Regions from separate parts of the Mus musculus genome. Here regions 1 and 3 are each linked to region 2. The links are chromatin contacts, called in public capture Hi-C and promoter capture Hi-C maps. All regions are on one chromosome and are shown on one strand. The core of a region is the stretch at or near the end of the contact, and the rest is flanking DNA. Distances in the headings are between cores, read along the strand shown. Region 1 has its middle 9.9 kb from the start of Morn3. Region 2 holds the start of Arpc3 (actin related protein 2/3 complex, subunit 3). Region 3 holds the start of Aldh2 (aldehyde dehydrogenase 2, mitochondrial).

Region 1 (5,007 bases), core at 2,391-4,890, 670 kb after region 2:
CCGAACTCCTGGTTCCTCTTGACTCCAACTCCTAAATGCTGGGATTACAAAAGACAGCCACCACTATGCCTGGCCTCTCCCACATTCTTAAAACAAACAAACAATCAAACAAACAGCCAGCAAAAACCCGTGAAAGCTAAGAACGATTGTCTCCAGGGAGAAGCCAGCGGAGATTACAGTGTCCAAAAAATAGTCATTAGGCAAAGCAATAAAACTAATAAATTATCCCAAGGGAGGAAAAAACACATGGCCTCAATAGCAATTAAAGAAACGGAAGTTAAAGTAACCCGGCCATGTGATTACATACTGTCTAGACTGGAGAAAGTACATAAAAAGAATGGACCATAATGACGGCTGCCCTACGGTCTGAGGGACCATTACACACCTGGCCACTCTCGCAATTAGGTAAACTGGTATGAGGAACTTTCTGGAAGCCTGAAGCTGGAAGAGCTGGAAGGGTACTGCTATCTTTTGAGTGAAGAATGCCACTATTTAAGGATATCCTTAAGGATATATATTATAGTTATACACACACACACACACACACACACACATTATATAGTTAGAATGAGGCATAATATTCCCCACTTACATGTAGTGGTGGCACACACCTTTAATCCCAGCACTTAGGAGGCAGAGGCAGCCTGGTCTACAAGGTAAATAAAAAAAATCCAACCAACCAAACCAAACCACCACCAACAGCAAAAGCACAACCTGTTCTTGCAGAGGACCCAGGTTCAAGTCCCAGCATCCTCGTTGGGTGGCTTACAACTCCAGCTCTAGGGGATATAATGTCTGTGGCCTCCAAGGGCACACACATAAAATTAAAAACAAAATTACTTCTGACAGTGCTATGAGACTGGTGGGTACTGCATGCATTTTGAAAGCCAGCCAATCCTTCGGCCCGGTGTTTTAAGTAACATCTCTTAAAAATCAAAAAGAGCAAAGAGGGGCCCAGGTTTAGTGCCAAAGTTCTTGACCCAGGAGAGACCACCTGAATATATTATCTTGATTGGTATTTTATAGAACTCCATTCAAGGAAAGTACAGTCCAGTGTAGAAAAAATATTAAAAATACACATATTTATTTATTTATTTATTTGTATTTATTTATTAAAAAATTTTTTTTGAGACAGGGTTTCTCTGTATAGCCCTGGCTGCCCTGGAACTCACTTTGTAGACCAGGCTGGCCTCGAACTCAGAAATCTGCCTGCCTCTGCCTCCCAAGTGCTGGGATTAAAGGCGTGCGCCACCACCACCCAGCAAAAAATACACATATTTTTTTTTTTAAAGATTTATTTATTTATTATATGTAAGTACACTGTAGCTGTCTTCAGACACTCCAGAAGAGGGCTTCAGATCTCGTTATGGATGGTTGTGAGCCACCATGTGGTTGCTGGGATTTGAACTCCTGACCTTCGGAAGAGCAGTCGGGTGCTCTTACCCACTGAGCCATCTCACCAGCCCAAAAATACACATATTTTAAAATTGAGTTTTAAACCACAATTATGAATATAAGTGTTATACCTTTCTTTCTTTCTCTCTCTCTCTCTCTCTCTCTCTCTCTCTCTCTCTCTCTCTTTCTTTCTTTCTTTTTTTCGAGACAGGGTCTTCTATGTAGTTCTGGCTGCCCTGAAACTCACTACGTAGATCAGGCTGGCCTCTAACCCACAGAACTCTACCTGCTTCTCTCTCCTGAGTACTGGGATTTAAGGCATGTAGCACCATACCCAGCTGCTACATGTTTTAAAATTTTTATTTTACTGTGTGCACACACTCATATACACATGGAGGTCAGAGGACAGTTTGTGAGAGTCTCTTCTCTCCTTTTCTGTGGGTTACAGGGATCGGCCTCATCATGAAGGCATTCACCTTTACCTGCTGAGCCATTTTGTCAGCCCAGTACAGACTTGAATAAAGAAAAATGTATTAAAGCACACAGGAGATGTTAATCCTGACCTAGTATACTCAATAGGACTTTAATAAATACATTAATGATAATAATAATAGTTATTACTATTATTGTGTATTAATAAATACATTAATGATAATAATAATAGTTATTACTATTATTGTGTATGGGTGGCATGTCTATGCACCTATGCATGCGTGGTGCTACTGGAGGCAAGGAGAGGGCATCAGATTTGCAGGAGTACTGATCCTTGTGATTTTACCATGTGTGAGTACTGGGAGTCAGACTGAAGGTTTCTGGGAAGAGCAGCTAGTACTATTAACCACTGGGCCATCTTTCCAGCCCTAAATACTTAATTTTAAGTATTACTTAATTTTAAAGATGTATTTATTTTTATTTAGATGAGTACACTACAGCTGGCTTCAGACATATCCCAGAAGAGGGCATTGGATCCCATTACAGATGGTTGTGAGCCACCTTGTGGTTGCTGGGATTTGAACTCAGGACCTCTGGAAGAGCAGTCAGTGCTCTTAACCACTGGGCCATCTCTCCAGCCCCCTAAGTACTCAATTTAAAAAAGCATTTTACACCAAGCATGGTGGTAAGTTTAGCACTTGGGAAAACAAGGCAGAAGTATAAATTCAAGGACACCCTGGCCTTCAGGGGAAACCCTACCTCAAAAGACAAAAAAAAAAAGAAAAAAGAAAAAAGAAAGAAAGAAAGAAAGAAAGAAAGAAAGAAAGAAAGCAAGCAAGCAAGCAACAACAACGACAACAACCACCACCCAAAAGCTGAGGAGACCGCTCAGTGGAGAGAGCTGTTACTGTATGGTTGTGGCACCTGTCAATAGTTAAATCTGATGGCTTATGGCTTAGGCAGGAAATAGGAGGTAGGACATCTGGGAGAGAGAAAGAATTCTGGGATAGAGCCAGGCACGAGGTCCACCTGGGAGGATGCATGGAACCTGAGCACAGGTAACCAGCCATGGGGCAGAATATAGATTAAAATTAGTGGGTTATCATAAGTTATGATTCTAGTCAGAGAAGAGCCTAGCTCTATGGCCAAGGTATTTGGAAATCTGTTTTGAGTCTGAGTCTTATTTCTGGGAACACGGGACCGGGAGGAAGAATCGACCCTTATATCTACAGCTCAGTGGTTAGAGCATTGGCTGCTCTTCCAGACAACCTGGGTTCTGTTCCCAGCACCCACATGGCAGGCAACAACCGTCTGTTACTCCAGTTCCAGGTGCTCTGACTCCCTCTTCTGGATTCCCCTGGCACAAGGAACACACCCCCAAAACAGTCATACACAAAAATATTAAACAAAACATTTTGTTGTATTTAGCCAACCACACTATGCGAACTTACATTTCTACCAAGAATCATAGTGAATTTTTAAATAACAATAAAATAAAATTATAAGTCAAAACCACAATCAGAACTAGATTCTAGCTCTTTAAAAGCGGGATTGTGGGGAACGGGGCTACAAACAGGATGGTGTGGCTGACGTCATGAATTTCGGGGGGCTTTAAATGCGCATGCGTTAGGCTCGCTTCACACACGCGATCTTCCTGCACGCAGTGCGCGTGCGCACGGCGAAGGAGCCCCGCCGGCTTAATTTTTTTTTAGGTGGGAGGAGCCAGTCGCGGGAGTTCTCGAGACCTACCTGCTCCCGCGGAATTACCCGTCCTAGCCCCTCTGCACATGCGCAATCACCAACACGCGTCTGGGAGGTCTCTGAAAGGCGGGCCCGAGGTTGCGCCTGCGCTCTGGGTACTCTTCGCGGAAGTGAGTGGGAGATGGGGGTGGGAATCGCGCTTCCACGCGGAACCGACGGAGGGCGAGCCTGAGTGTGCGGCTAGGGTTCGTGACTCCTCCAGTGCCGCCCTTCCTAGTCACGTGAAGACTGGACTGTGGACACAGAAATTATTTTTCTAATTTAAAGATTCTTACATAATTACCCATGTCTACGTGAAGGAACTGTTTTTTCTTTCAATTTTGTGTTTCTGGGACTAGTACAATGTATCAGTCCAGGCAGGCCTCGAACCCCAATCTTCTTCCTTCAGCTTCCCGAACGCCAGGATTCTCAGGCGGAAAAGTTTAGTTTTGGATTTATCCCTAATCATTTCTTAGCCTTTTTTTTTAAGAATGCTTGAAACATCACGAAGCATTTTAGGAATCATGCACGGTAGCTCGGGCTCAGAGGGAGGAGAATCACTCGGGAGTTCAAGATCCTCAGCTACACAGGGAGCTGAGAGGCCAGGGCTCAAAGCAGAACTCACTTCGGATGCCTCCGAGTGTTCGGAGAGATTACCAAGAATTATTAGTAAGTGGTTCTTGTCTGTTAGGCAGATTTATTGCATAAAGGCTAGCAAAGAAGTCTGCATAGAATTATGTGTGGCTTTTGTGTCCTGAAGGTGGTTGGTTCATTTGTTTCCATAAACAAGTATGGAAAGCGGATAGTGTTCAATATATGAAGACTGTTCTGATGGCTGGGGACACCAAGAAGCCTGTAGTTCAGCCCCAGTTCTTAAAGGGTTCTTGTGGGAAGGTCACGTGGTTCAGATGTAGAGGCAGTCTTGGAGGTAGCTGTGGGAGCACCTTGACATCTGCTGGGTGACGTCTGTGCACTTCAGAGACTGTCCAGTCAATACAGTCGTGCTGGACTTGGGGAGAGGAAGTCTAGATGCCAGAAGAGGAGATTAGGACCAAAGTGGAGGGTGAGAGACCATGTGTGTTCCTGAACATTGAGGGGTGGTAGGGAATGAGGCAGGAAGCGACTGTTAGACCAAAATCGCCTACTTCAAAAGGGAGAAGTTAGTAAAACTCTCTAAGGAAGATTATTTACGGGTTTACGATTTATTCATCCGTGTCTGTGTGCATGTGTAAGTTGCACCCATGTAGTGGTATGAGCGTGACATTCAGTACACAAGTCTACAGAGCTCTCTCTTTCCAACATGCAAGTCTCAGTGTTTGAACTCAGAGCCTTGGGCCTGGTGGCGGATCTCCTCTTACCCGCTGAGCCTCCTCTCCACCCCAACTCCCCAAGAAAGTCTTGAAATGGTACATTCTTGGGCCAGAATCTCTTGAGGCTGAT
Region 2 (4,342 bases), core at 1,792-4,291:
AAGATTCTCCTCAAGGACACACTTAGCAACTTTTAGATCGTTTACTTGTGTCTGGAGACTTTCGATTTTATCACACAACTCCTTCCTTTCATTCATCATTCTTTCCACAGATACTAAGAGCAGCCAGCCAGTAAAATCATTTTCCGATTTTTTCCCCATCTTGTAGAAAGCTTTGTGCACTGAATCACCTAATTCATTAAGAAAATCAAGGTCATTAGCTTCTTTAAGTTCGGAATATAGTTTCAACCATGGGTCTTCAAAATTCTCTGAGCTCCCAGGAGGGAGAGAATCTGGAGAGGTTTCAATATTTGAAAGTGCTGGTGGATCAACAAGCCAATTCCAGTATTTTAAAAGATTCATCCTTGTACTTCTGTTACTCTAGAACCACTCCTGGTACCAACTTCTGTATTAGTCAGGGTTCTCTAGAGTCACAGAACTTATGAATAGTCTCTAAATAGTAAAGGAATTTATTGATGACTTACAGTCGGCAGCCCAATTCCCAACAATTGTTCAGTCGCAGCTGTGAATGGAAGTCCAAGGATCTAGCAGTTACTCAGTCTCACGCAGCAAGCAGGCGAAGGAGCAGGAGCAAGAGCAAGAGCAAGAGCTCGAGCTAAACTCCCTTCTTCCAATGTCCTTATATTGTCTCCAGCAGAAGGTGTAGCCCAGATTAAAGGTGTGTTCCGCCACACCTTTAATCCCAGATGAAAGGTGTAGCCCAGATTAAAGGTGTATTCCTTAAACTCGGAGATTCAATCTTCTGGAATCCATAGCCACTGTGGCTCAAGATCTTCAAACCAAGATCCAGATAAGGATCTCCAAGCCTCCAGATAAGGGTCACTGGTGAGCCTTCCAATTCCGGATTGTAGTTCATTCCAAATATTGTCAAGTTGACAACCAGGAATAGCCACTACAATACCCTAAAGCAGAAGAAATAGTTTTTCTTTTTAACTTACATTGAATTACATTGAGCTTTTGAGAGTCCATTGGCAGCTGGTGTGGTGCAGGTCATGGGAACAGCCAGCCAGAAGGTCTTTCTCCAGCATCCCTCAAAGGCCAGGCTCTGGCAGAGTGAGGCTGGATCTTAGTAAGCCCAGCTAGACGTGACATTACAGAGTATTTTCCATAACTTCTTTCCTTGAATCCTTGCAACAGGGCCCAAGGCTCCCTGGATATTTGGTGACCAGTCTACCTGGTAACGCTAATTCAGCCCTCATAGCCCTCAGGTCAGAAGTTGTCATGTTGGCCTATAGGGCTGAGTTTGGTCCATTTTCAATAAAGCCAAGTGAGGCTCTCTGAATCCATAGTCGTTGGCATCTGGAGGCCAAGGCTGAGGGCAAGAGCCAAGTGTGGCTGGGCTGTGCACCAGGCCTGGTGTGGGAATGGGCTGAGCTGCCTGTGGCCTAGGAGTACGGGATGGCTGAAAATATCCTGGTCTCTGGTCTCTGGACTCCCATTAACAGGTTCCCAGGCATGGTGGCGCACACCTTTAATCCCAGCATTCAGGAGGCAGAGGCAGGCAAATTTATTGAGTTCGAGGCCAGCCTGGTCTACAGAGTGAGTTCCAGGACAGCCAGGGCTACACAGAGAAACCCTGTCTCCAAAACCCAAGAAAGAGAACATGTCTAATGTTAGTTCTAAATACTTTTCTTGTAGCTCATTTCAGCCTCCCTAAGCAATGAGGTAAATACTGAGGCCTCTATATTTAGGTGAGGAACAGAGGCACAGAGAGGTACATTAAGTTGCTCAGAATAACACAGCTAGTCATGTTGGAACTAGGATTCAACCCCAGGACCTGGCTCCTCAGCAGTCATACAAAGAACAGGGAGTATAAGCCAGACATTGTAGAGACCAGCCTGGGCTACATAGTTAATACCTTGTCCAAAAACAAAAAGTGGTTGGCTGGGTATGGTGGTTACATATCCCCTCAGTCTCAGTACTTGGGAGGCAAGGCAGGTGGATCTCAAGAGTTCAAGGCCAGCCTGGTCTACAAAGCAAGTTTCAGACTAGCCAGGGCTACCCAGAGAGGCAAAATACATACTTACATACATATATGATGGGTGTCAGTGGTGGGTTTGTAGTCATCCCCTCAGACATGTGGCATCACTCAGGCCCTTATAATATGCTTGGTTTTCATGACCACTTAGTCCTTGCCATGATCTGGGAAGACATACACCATACCTTGTTGAAAGAGTAGAAATGATATACACATTTAGTGGGTGACAGACAGGTCAAAGGGGTAGGCTCAGGACTTTTCTTTCCTTTACCCCTGTGGTGGTCCCTGACTGTCTTAACATGACAAGGAAGATAGACACCACCGTCGGCATCATAAAACTAAGCAAGAAAAATAAATAAAAATAACAGGAGTGATGGGCACATATCTGTAATTCCTGAACACAAGTGGGTGCAGATCAGTTCATATTCATTTATATGTATATGCCAGCCTGGACTTCATGCGACTCTTAGCAAAGAAAAAATTGAAAAATAAAAAATATTGGCCGCCAAGACGGCTCAGGGTGTAGGTGTTTCTGAAGACTGTGTTGGTTCCGAGAGTATCACGGTGGAAAGTGAGAACTGATGTCCCCCACCTTGCATTGTGGTAAAAGTACAAAACTAAGCCAGGTGTGGTGGCGCACGCCTTTAATCCCGGCACTCGGGAGGCAGAGGCAGGCGGATTTCTGAGTTAGAGGCCAGCCTGGTCTACAGAGTGAGTTCCAGGACAGCCAGGGCTACACAGAGAAACCCTGTCTCGAAAAACCAAAAAAAAAAAAAAAAAAGTAAAAAACTAGACATAGCAGAAGGGTAAATCAGGCGACTGAGTGGTACTGGATTTGAAGCTGAAGCCGGGAAATGAGAAAAAAAACCCAAAAAACAAAACCGGGAGCTGATTATTAACCACTTGCGAGGGAGTCTTCAATTTCAAAATCCAGCCTTTTATTCTGAACGTGCTTTATGCATGCGCCACGGTCATCGCCTCACGCTGACGCGCCCCCTGGCGTCACTTGCGGTCAGCGCAGCCGGAGCAAGTCACCGGAAGTGCGTTTATTCCTTCCGCCCGCCTCTTCCGGCTTACTTCCGCCCACTCCACCCAGGCTCGGTCGTCGGAAACGCTTTCTGAGTTCGGCTTCTCTGGATCGAATCCGGACACCGTCAAGATGCCGGTAAGCATTCGAGCCCCAGGGGCGGGGAGCCGAGCGGGGCGAGGGTCCGAGGGGTGGCAGGAGATCTGTGTCATAAGGCCGGGGAGAGAGGAAGCGTCCGCCCTGATCTCCAGCCTTTGCCTCCAACACCGGCTCGCCTGCCCCGCCGCTTCCCCCCTAACCCTGCCGTGTTCCCAGATCCCACCCTAGAGCCTCGAACCTAAGAACGATGGCTGGCTTTTAATTTATTTTTAAGTCTAAGGTCCAGCTTCTCCTTTTTTTTTTTTTTTTTTTTAAATTTCCCCCTTGTCATTTCCACTTCCTCCTCCACCCCAGGGAGTGGGATCGGCCTGCTACCTAGTCACCTGTCAGACCTCACTTCCCTGATGGACCCCTTCCTCCGTCTCCCTGCTCTGACTCCCACCCGACTCCCTGACCACCACCGAGCCAGCGCTGGTTTCCTTTTTCGTGTGCATCCGAGTGGGAGGAAATTGATGCCGATTGCAGCTTAGCGAAGGGACGCTTGAATAGCGTGCACCCACACTGAACCAGTGTTACTGACCTCTCGCTGTGAAGCCAGCATTGTTGACAGCAGCGACTAAGGGCCACTCAAGGAGCTCACAGTTTAACGGGTAGACAGTAACCATGCAAATGCACATAGGAAGTAGTTTCCTATCTTAACAACTGCTGTGACGAAAACAGATAGATGGCAGTTAGCCTACCCCTATCGCTCAGTTATCGCTCATCCCAATACCGAGGCAGGAGGATGGCAAAGTTCAGGCCAATGTGGACTATGTAGTGAGTTCTAGGCCATCCTGGGCTACAGAACTGCAAAGCCTGTCTCCCAAGAAATGGGGGAAGAAAAAAAAAAAAAAAGAGGCTTGCATGCAGGAGGTGGGGTCACAAGGTACAGCAGCTCATGCCTGTGACCCCAGCTCTGGGGAGGCAAAGGACAGGCAGATCTTCTGGCTTATTGGCCAGCCAGCCCAGCCAAAAATAAGCAAGTTCTGGGTTCAATGAAAGACGATGTCACAGGAAATAAATATATATATAGAGAGAGATAGTAGGGGCTGAGGAGGTGTCTCAGTGGTACAAATGAGAGGACCTGAGTCTGGATGCTTAGCACCCAAGTAAAACAGAAGGGGCGGGGGGAGGGCATGCAAAGCGTGTCTGCAGTTTCGGAGCTGGGGATGTGTAGAGTT
Region 3 (4,633 bases), core at 1,309-3,808, 800 kb before region 2:
TTCGGTTAGGCAAGAAGGTGAGGACATTCAGATGGGGCCACGAAGCTTAAAAAAAAACATACCTACTGGGATGCTTGGGCCCTGCAGGTGCCCTTGTTAGCAAGCCCAGAGTCTAGGGAAGCCACCTCAAGGCCACACTGGCTGCTCCTTGGGGCAAATGGCCCTAGTGACAGCCATAGAGATTATGCAGGAACACACAGAACCCAGAGCCACTGCTTCCAAGTCCTGCTATCCCTGGCAGCAGGGTTTGCAATGATGCCACACTTTTAACACCCCGAGGTTTCTAGTGTTCCCTCCACGAGCTGCCTGGCTTAGGGCAGAGAGCTTGTGTTCTCCAAAAAAAAGCTTTAAAAGCTGAGAAAGATAAGCAGTGTTCCGGAGACAGAGTGTTTAGGGACCCGAGTGGCAGGTAGCCAGCATGCTGTCTCCCACACAAACTTATAAAAGCAAAGAACAGAGCAAGGCCACTCGCATTAACAGTGCTCTTGTGATGTGTGCAATAGGTCAGTGCCATGAAACTTCGGTAATGAACGTGCACTATCCTTGTGATGTCGAAAAAGGCAGCAATGGGGGAGGGGAGTCACTCTAACACCCCCCACCCCCACCCACGGATCACTCACAACTGAATCAAGCCAGAGCACGCATTGGACCTGATACTTTGTGCCCTGCCTCCTGATGAACCAGAGGAACAAAGCTATTGATCAGGTGCTTCCTCTTGCAGTCAATTCCGGCTCTTTTTGAAGTTCAGCTCCTTCAAGCCTGACTGATTGCTTCAGCATCAGCTGCCAGTTAAAAAACCAGCAGCTACTGAAATTTACAGCTTGTATTATGCAAAAGATGGGTTGTTTGTTTGTTTGTTTGTTTGTTTTCCCTTGGATTGACTCCTTGTAGCACTCCTCATGGGCATTTTCAAACAGGTCCTGCGCATGTGTAAATGGCTGCCAGGTCCTGGAAGTACATACTGCAGAAAGCAAGAGGCTAAGGCTACAACACCGGTGGTCAGCAGTCCATCTGGAGGATGTCCACGTTCAACATGAGATCCGACCACTGCTCCTACCCAGAGTTGCAAGAGACCATGGAATGTTTTGGCTAAGGGCTTACTTTTGGAATCCCAGACAAGAACCCAGACTTCACCTTAACTTGGCTCTTTAGGAACCTGACCAGACCTCAGTCTCTTGAGCTGTGTAGTGGGGATAGTTATAGCATCAAACTCCCAGTTCTAAAGCTTATGGGTTAAAGACTGAATTGTTTAGGACGCTGCCCTGCACAAAGGTTGGGGGAGGGGACTTTTGGGGAACCCGGACTGCAGCTCACACCAAGTGCCAAGTGCACGAGGCCCTGTAGTATCAAGAGACATGGGATCACTGTCGCCCAGCACTGGGAAGCCTGGGGCAGGAGAATTACAAGTTCAAGGCCAGCCTGGACAACTTAGTGAGATCCTGTTTCAAAGAAAAAGTAGAGAGAAAGCTGAAGACCGGAGGTGGTAGCTGCGTGTCTGGCCTGCACAAATCCAAAGTGGGGTGGGAGTGGCTGACGGAAGAACACAGAATTCCGGGCCAGCCTTGGCTACAAAATGAGATCTTCTTTCAAAATAACACATCAAGATATCAGCCCTGACTGCTTTCCCATTTTACAGAAGAGGGCAGCCAAGTCCCACTTGTTGCACAAACAAAAAGAATACTTCACAACCACGTTCTTTCATGTGATTCCAGACTTTACCAAAACTCAAAAAGCTAAGACAACATTCCAAAGTCCCGGTTGGGTAAGAGCGGCCACAGAGGGGTCCTGACCCAGCTTTTGCTTCTGAACTCTGGCTCAGGTCTGCGTGAATCGGGTAGGGGTGTATGGGAGGTCTCGCAGAGAGGAGCTGGGACGGCTGGGCCTTCCTGGGTGAACCCGGACCGCGCGGGGAAGGAGCAGGCTGCATCGATGCGGGGTAAAGAGGCCCAGGACTGTCCCAGGCCGAGAGGCGACACACTGCGGCCACATGGGCAAGGGAAGACGCGCGCAAAGATCGCTGGGCGCGGAGGGGAAACTGAGGCCGCGTCGCCCGCTCCGTCCCGCCCTAGGGCCCGAGGAGGCGAAGTGAGTCTCACCTGGTTGCAGAAGACCTCAGGCTGATGGTTGGGGGCTGGCACCGCGCTGGTGGCGGCGGCGGACAACAGGCGGCTCAGGCGCGGTCCGCGGCGGACAGTGGTGAGTGCGGCGCGCAGCATGCTGAACTGAGCGGAGCTTAACTGACCCGAACTGAACTGAAATGGGCGAGCCGAGCCGAACGGAGCCGAGAGAAGCCTTGCCGATCGGAGGGCGACTGCAGCGTTGAAGAACAAGTCCTCGCCTCCGCCCCCTGCAGCCGCCAATGGGAGGCGGAGACACGGGGGCGTGGTCAGGGAGTCCCAGCCCCTCACGGCCTAAGGGGCGCGACCCCTGGCTCCCAAAGCCAAGTCAGAGATGGAGTTTGCAGAACCCTGAGAAAGCCTAGCCAGAGTGGTGTGCGCTCCTAGCAGGGTGGCTGGCGCCTAAGGCTCACATCTGTGCAGATATGGCGGCGAAGAGAATTCATGAATGCGGTTATTCCATGAACAGCCTGGGACTGGGCACTTGAGGTGCAGGACGTCATTGGCTAGAAAGAGACGTGGACGCCTGGTCACTTGTGTGCCTTTCAACCAGGTGAACGCATCACTAGGCTAAGGAGATGGTGAGAATCTTGGCAGGGGCTTCTGGGTAGTGCAAAGAGAAGTGTTTTGAAACCCAGGAGCCCCAAACTGGGTGGAGCCCTTGGAAGCTGAGGCCCAGCCTGTTTCTGAAGCACCCAGAAGGAGGAGACTGCTGTGTATGAGCATCGCCCTGCTTTGGTGACTCGAAGGATATTGTCACCCGCGCTGTAATAGCCAGTGACCAGACAAGGTGTCTGGGCGCGTTTCCTCGTGTGCCTCTCATTTTAGCACCGGACAGCTGAAGTTGTTCCGGACTCCGCACCGTTAGCACAAAACATGAGGAAAAAAGCATTTAAGGACCTCACAGGCTGGTCACATGACCCACCGTAGGTGCAAAGGAATCTGGGAAACTGAGAACGCTGTTGGGAGAAATTAAAAAGGAGCCACTGAGCAGACTTCCAGATTCCCCCCGGGGGTCTGCACATACAGAAATCCAAAAGATATGCTCGAATTTCATATCTCCCTGGAGACTGTGCAGCTCTGTATTAGTCAATCAGGTCAGAATGAAAGCTTGGCTCAGAGAGACACACAGGACCCCTTTGTTTTCAGAATTAAAAAAGAAAAACAGCAGAAAAATGGGTCTGGGTCTTTAATCTCAGCATTCAGGAAGTATTTATTTTATGTTTATGAGTACACTGTAGCTGTACTGATGGTTGTGAGCGATCATGTGGTTGCTGGGAATTTGAATTCAGGACTTCTGCTTGCTTGCTCAGGTCGGCCCCGCTGGCTTCAGTCTAAAGATTTATTTATTATATATCTAAGAACACTGTAGCTTTCTTCAGACACACAGAGGATGTCAGATCTCATTACTGATGGTTGTGAGCCACCATGTGGTTGCTGAGATTTGAACTCAGGACCTTTTGAAAAGCAGTCAGTGCTCTTAACCTCTGAGCCATTTCTCCAGCCCTAGCATTCAGGAAGTAGAAGCAAGCAAATCTCTAGAAAGCTCGAGGCCAGCCTGGTGGTCTACATATGAGTTCCGGCTAGCCATCAATATATACATACATACATATATATATGTATATATATATATCCCTTCAAAAGTTTCACCTGCAGGGGCCCTCTGGGTGTGTTTGCTTGTTCTGCGTGGCAATTCGCCCTTGTGCAGAAGTAAACCATTTTGCCTTGCCAAATGTGGATCGTGAATCTCCACACCCATTTCCTGCAGGAAGGTGTCCCCATTCACTGTTTGTAAAAGGGCTACTTGCTGTCTCATTGACTACAGGCCCATTACCATTTAAAGAATTTTCTATGGGTGACATTTAGGTGGCTTCCAATCTTGGGGGACTACAAATAATGCCCCGGTTTGTAGAGCCACTAAGTCATGGGACATTTCCTAATTAAATACTGATAGTGCTATATACAGGCTCCTCCTCCATTTATGATTGGGTGTGGCCTTTAACTCTTCTCAGGTTGGAAGTATCACAAATCAAGAATGTGTTGAAAGTCTACTTTCGGGCTGAAGAGATGGCTCAGCTGTTAAGAGCACCGACTGCTTTTCCAGGGGTCCCCAGTTCAATTTTCAGCAACTACATGGTGGCTCAGAACCATCTGATGCCCTCTTCTGGTGTGCCTGAAGACAACGGCAGTGCACTCATATACATAAAATTAAAAAAAAAAAAACCTAAAACAAACAAAAAAAGACTTTTAAGAAAGTCTACTTTCTCGTGGTACCTGCCCTGTAACATCAGCATTCAGGAAGTGGAGTCAGGAGGATCAGGAGTTGAAGGTCAACCTGAGCTACATAAAGAGTTCTAGGCTAGTCTGGGCTACAGGAGACTCTATTTCAAACAAACAAATTACTTCCACACCCCTACCACAGAACACAGCTTATCTATTGTCACTGCCGTGCTGTAAATCCTACTTATCAAAAGTCAGTAAAAAGACTGGGTAGGATGGGACCCCAGTGTCGGACA

Evidence for each region. Promoter capture Hi-C pulls out the DNA fragments that hold promoters and counts their contacts. Capture Hi-C pulls out chosen DNA fragments and counts their contacts.
Region 1: a contact with region 2 is called in a promoter capture Hi-C map of embryonic stem cells, with 2.8 times the contacts expected there. The contact joins the enhancer-like site here to the promoter of Arpc3 in region 2. A contact is called at or near these places in 2 of 39 promoter capture datasets (embryonic stem cells and stem cell-derived epiblast-like cells) and 3 of 484 Hi-C or Micro-C datasets (B cells, the G1E-ER4 cell line and embryonic stem cells).
Region 3: a contact with region 2 is called in a capture Hi-C map of macrophages, with 4 times the contacts expected there. The contact joins the promoter of Aldh2 here to the promoter of Arpc3 in region 2. A contact is called at or near these places in 1 of 115 datasets of contacts at active chromatin or transcription factors (stem cell-derived neural progenitor cells) and 1 of 9 other capture datasets (macrophages).

What each region holds. Positions count from the first base shown.
Region 1 is chr5:123,054,436-123,059,442 of GRCm38.p6, forward strand. No RefSeq gene overlaps it. Among named protein-coding and RNA genes, the nearest start is that of Morn3, 9.9 kb to the left of the region's middle. Within about 2 kb of position 3,641, at least 361 of the 459 cell types and tissues checked have an H3K27ac peak or open chromatin away from gene starts, as enhancers often do. A contact at or near this core is called in B cells, the G1E-ER4 cell line, embryonic stem cells and 1 more, where this site is marked.
Region 2 is chr5:122,388,837-122,393,178 of GRCm38.p6, forward strand. It overlaps Arpc3 (actin related protein 2/3 complex, subunit 3), which reads left to right and starts at 3,042. Exons shown (of 7, transcript NM_019824.4): 1 at 3,042-3,161. The coding sequence starts at 3,156. It overlaps Gm32853 (a long non-coding RNA gene), which reads right to left. Exons shown (of 4, transcript XR_387695.4): 1 at 3,703-4,342; 2 at 2,046-2,160.
Region 3 is chr5:121,591,266-121,595,898 of GRCm38.p6, forward strand. Aldh2 (aldehyde dehydrogenase 2, mitochondrial) reads right to left here and starts at 2,559. Exons shown (of 13, transcript NM_009656.4): 1 at 2,097-2,559. The coding sequence starts at 2,216.